Regions from separate parts of the Gossypium hirsutum genome. Here region 1 is linked to region 2. The links are chromatin contacts, called in public Hi-C maps. All regions are on one chromosome and are shown on one strand. Each heading gives the region's core, a stretch centred on a gene start, on an enhancer-like site or on the middle of the called end of the contact. The rest is flanking DNA. Distances are from core to core; before and after follow the strand shown.

Evidence for each region. Hi-C and Micro-C count contacts between places; a contact is called where the count stands out from the background.
Region 1: a contact with region 2 is called in a Hi-C map of leaf, with 2.0 times the contacts expected there. The contact joins the promoter of LOC107899379 here to the enhancer-like site in region 2. A contact is called at or near these places in 10 of 34 Hi-C or Micro-C datasets (cotyledon, leaf, petal and 1 more).

What each region holds. Positions count from the first base shown.
Region 1 is chrA07:10,829,638-10,832,337 of Gossypium_hirsutum_v2.1, forward strand. It overlaps LOC107899379 (protein DETOXIFICATION 8), which reads right to left and starts at 1,286. Exons shown (of 8, transcript XM_016825080.2): 1 at 948-1,286. The coding sequence starts at 1,178.
Region 2 is chrA07:10,761,277-10,763,976 of Gossypium_hirsutum_v2.1, forward strand. No RefSeq gene overlaps it. Among protein-coding and RNA genes, the nearest start is that of LOC107899378, 6.1 kb to the left of the region's middle. Within about 2 kb of position 1,360, at least 2 of the 9 cell types and tissues checked have an H3K27ac peak or open chromatin away from gene starts, as enhancers often do. A contact at or near this core is called in leaf, where this site is marked.

The sequences.
Region 1 (2,700 bases), core at 36-2,535, 68 kb after region 2:
ATAAACTAGCCCATAAATTATAGCACTTTTTAAATAGGTCCTTAAAATTTTTTTATCAAAAATTACATTTAAATTATTAATTTTGTTCCATTTTACTAAAAGATAATAGTAGTCCATGAAAATGTGACACATCACCCATTCTTATTAGACATATAACTTTTTGAGTAAAATAAGATAGAAATAATAATCTAAATAAAATTTCAGAAAAAAAAGGAAAACCTTTAAAGGCCAATATGAAAATTTAGAGCTCAATTTACGAAGAAAGCATCTTTTCTAATACTTGAAGAGATTTTTTTTAACTAAACCTTTAACTTTACCTTTTTAATGGAAAAATTAATGGTAAAAATAACATCAAGGTTAATTATTAAAAATAAATTATATTTATTTTTAAAAAAAATAGATAAATTAATTTTTATACATAGTAAATTAATTCTTCAATTAAAAATTTCATTTATTTCAACACATAAAAGATAATACAATAAATATCAAATATCAATTTATGTATGTTAAAATAAGATATATATAACTCGTTATCTATAATATAATAATTAATTTTTTTTTACAAATATTTCATGTTAACCCTAAACTTAAATAGTTTAATATCGTAACTAAATCCAGTCCAAACTAAATCTATCATATTACCAACTCATTTCCTCATTCAGAAAATTTATTATATTTTAACGTAAGATATTTACTACTTTGTCAGTGTAGTACTTTCCCCAAGCCAAACGAGACGGATAAATTACATATTTGATCCTTGATAAAATTTATAATTTAATTCAAGCTCTTTTAACTTTACATCAGCCTTTCAATATAAATTTTCTTATTTTGTCTCAAATCCTTCGTTTAGTTTAGGGTTTAAAAACAGTTTTAAATATATATATATATAACCTTAAGTAGAACAAAAAAGAAAAGCAAGAAAAGGAGAAAAGAAGAAGGATTATTACAAGTAAACTGAAGCCAGTGACATTGGTAAAAGAAGTGGCAATAGCAACCCCAGAAAGAGCAAGCTCACCAACATGACCAACTATCATCAACGATATCACCTGTAATAGATACTGTGATACCGATACAGCCACCATCGGTGCCGCCATGTAACTAACCTTCTTCAGCTCCTTCACGAACACCGTCGTCCCCCATGTTTTCCGATCATCTCCCTGTAACAGTGCCTCGTCCATTTTTATGTCAACTTTCTTTTTCTTGTTCAGCAAAAATTGTTTCTCACTTTTCTCCACGGCACAGACTGATTTTATTACAATAGTAATGTCGCTGCTTCTGCTGCTACGTACACGACAGCAGATGATAAGGTTTTGTCGGTATTAATGGTAAATAAATTAAATCACGTGGACATTTTAGTTAGCGTACACCTTGGAGTCTCTTATACGATTCGCCGAGTATTTCCACCTAATTATTCAAATCAATTATTTGACTACTGTCTCAAACGCTTCGCCGAGTATTCTATATCTTAAAAAATAATGAATTCAGAGGAAAAATAAAATAATATGATCTTTTTTCTTTAAATGAATGGTTATTTTTAGTCCTACGTATTTATTAAACATAAAAAAATGAAAAAAAAAAGTTTGCGGATAGTTATTATTATTATTATAGTAAATGATGTTTTTATTTTTATTTAATAAGTTTATTATGCTTAGATCTTGGTTTATATAATTAATTTATTATATGTTTATAGTTGGATCAAATAAGGTGGAGCGGACAGTAGAGATAAACGGTTCATCTAGTTGGATACAAGGCAGAGAATCATCATAGATTATATTTAGAAGTGATAAGATTAGAATCAAAAGAGAAGGTTTGGAGAAGAAAAGTAAGGAGTTTCCATTTTTTGTCGAATTTGAGAGTTTTATTGTCTTAGTTGTAGTCTCGAGAGATCACGTGTCAAGCCTTTATTATTGGGTCAAGGATAAGTAGCCAAGCGATCTATCACTATAGGCTTAAGTAGAGTGATAATTGGACATGCTATTAATAACTTCATATGGGACGCAATAGTTAAAATTAGAGATGATTGTTAGTGAGCAAGATTTACACGAATATTAAAGCAAAATATGCTTTTGAAGAGTAAATAAGACATTTGTAGATCGGGTAATCTAAAAAAGTCTGTTTTCAAGTGAATTTCTACTTTTGAAATGGACGAGAGCCTTTGCCCCAAGCCAGAGATAACTAACCAACCAATTTCCTGATCCACTTGAATTTCTACTTGACTAGTAGAGCCGGGCAGGCTACTGTTCTTGCTACGACGAAATCCTAAAAAAATGAAATCTGTTCTCGGTAGCAAGTATTGCCCGCAGCTGATCTACTACTAGCAATGACTAACTGACCAAGCTGATCCAGAAAGGAGATATTAATGTGAAATCTGTTCTCGTGAGTATCATAGTAAAGAGTATATCTAAAAAATGCACTCGAAAGATTACTTGGAAGTTAAAATTATTAACATTATTTGAATTAATGTGAAAGTCAAGTGATATTGGTTTAATCAAAAGCTTTATAATAGCATGGAAAATTATATACAACAGTTATATATAAAAAATTTAAAGGTTTTTAAAATATATTAATTATTTTATTTAACCGCAAATAATTTTAATTAATTAATAGTTTATGAAAATGATATGCTGTAAAATATATCAAATATTTTTATTAAGAATAGAGATGGTTAAATTTTGAAAACTGAATTTGATGGGAAAAAAA
Region 2 (2,700 bases), core at 110-2,609:
AGGTGATCAAGAGACAAGGACTTGACAGCTGTTAATACATGTTTAAACATCAAAGAAAAATCGTAATTAAAGTTCACCTATAACTAAAATAAAAGTTAATATTTTAGAAACGAAACAAATATAATCATTTTTCACTCCTTTAAATTTTGGGATGCGTTTTATATTAAAGGAAAAAAAATATTTTGAAATGATCAAGAGACGAGGACCAGATTATTGTTAATACATGCTTAAACACACCCAACCTGACCTAAAATTACTCTTGTGGGACAATACTCATAACAGCATTTAGTTTTTTTTACTATACGGAGAAATCCTAGAGAAGAACCCCAATTAGAGTTTACCCTTTTTACTCCCTCTAAGTTTTGAGGTGAATTCCATAAATCCTAGAAAAAAAATAATAATTAGAGTTTACCCTTTCCACCTTTTCAAGTTTTGGGGTGAATTCCATAAAAAATAAACACTGAAGTGGCTAAGAGGCGAAACCTGTGTTCCCTCGAAATCTACCCATCACAACAGCCAGGGCTACAGCAGTTCCTTTCCAACCACTACCTTCAACTACAGTTTCTAAAAAGTATTTTTACGATAAAAAAATAATTTTAAAATAAAAATATTATTAAATAATATATTTTTAAATTTTCAAAAATAATTTTTTTAGTTAAAAATATAAATAAATTTTTTTAGCTTTTGTGATCAAAAGCATTTTTAGAGATATGAACAATCCTAAACAGATAATTTTTAGTGATAAAAGCGTTTTTAGGATCAAAAGACAATTTTAACTATTATAAAATATTTTATATAATATTTATATTTAGTATATAATTAATTTCTTATTGAAATTTATTTTAAATATATAATATTATATATTTAATTTTTTATTAGTTATATTTTAATATTTAAAATATATTTTATATATTCAAATTAAATTTTATAAATCATTAAAATCGTCTAAAAATATTTAAATTTTATATTTCATATATTAAAATATTAACAATAAATTATAATAAATTATTTTTATAATTTTATTAAAATAACATAATATTAACTAATTTAAACGTTATTTAAATGTATATTTGTTACTTTATAACACCATTTTTAAATTGATATTTTATTTTTCAGAAATATCTTTTAACAGTAATACTAAACACATAAATTTTAAACCAAAATTATCAAAATACAACACATTTTGAGTCCATTCATAAGCTAAATATTAAGCAAACAACATATTATCAATATCTAGTTACGAATATTTAAAAATTTCCATTTTTCATCTTGTTAGCTTGAAGGCAATTCGACCATCACTCATATTCAAAATTTCTGCGGCAGAGATTTCTTGAACCCGATGGGCCAGAACAGATCGGGCCAATTGGGTTCTAAAAACATGAATTTTGTTTAACAACCCGGCCTGGTGGATGGATCTTACAAAATAGTCCTTCCTCATTGTTTAAAGAGTAAACTATATATTTGATTATCTAACATTAATAAATTTTCATTTTGATTAGGGATGATAAAAAAACTTGAAACCAACGGATTTTGACCTGATCCAACTGATAGGGTTGGTTTTTTTTCCTTGACATTGGATTTTAGGACAAATTGAGTCAGGTTAACTTTAGAGAACGTTTGGGTCAGGTTGGGTTTAGCGTAAAATTACCCCACCCCATCTTGAGATATTTACGAAATTACCAACATCATTTTACCACATTTACTCCCATTTCACACTAGTTTCTTTTCCCCTCTCATTTTAATTTATTTTTCCAAGTTTTCCTTTCATTTCGTTCTTTTATTTTTTCTTCTATGATGTAATATATATTTTTACATTGTCATCCTTAGAATAGTTTTTTAAAAACTATTTTTAAATTTAATTAATCGTAATTTTAAATAAAAAAGTTTGAACTCAGGTCGGATCGGGTATAAAATTGATTTTCGGATTTGAGGTAGGTTAAAATTTTTAAAGCTCAAGGTCGAATCAAGGTTGGGGTATGATGGTAGAGTATCAAGTCAGGGTCGGGTGGGAAAAAATTCACCCCGCCCCATTTCCATCATTAATTTTGGCACTAAAAGTAAAAAAGTTTATCATTTAAGCATTGCCGTTACATACTTTTATAGTTTTAGTCACTCTACCATTACATACTTTTATCATTAGTCACTCACCCTTAATTTGTCATTATATACACTCATTTTAGTCACTCAACTTCGACAAATTTTTATTATAATCTCTCATTTTCTTTTTAGAAAATTCTTTTTAAAAACATGATTTTTTTATAGGAAATTAAATTATTGGATTACTAAGATTAAATCCATATTTTTCATCTATAACTCAATTTCATATAAAAGTTGATGTTTTTCTCTATAGAAAATTCAAGTAGTTTTATGTAAAACTCCAAAAAATTCTATTTTATTAAAAAAATAAATTGATTCTAAAAAGAAAACAAATAAAGGAAATTAAAAATATAAAATGAATTTTTGGTAAAAATTTAAGTTTTGTTTTTCTGTAAAAATGCAGATAATTTTCTATAACCCCCCAGTTTTCTTCTTTCACTCAAAAAACTAAAATTAATTATAAAAAAGAAAAAATAAAAAATAAAAAAAAGATAATTTAGTTTTTCCTATAAAGGTTCAAGTTTTTTCTCTATAAAAACAAAGATAATTCCCTTTAAAATTTCATGTTTTTCCCTTCGTTTTTATTGAGAAAAAAAATTAAAA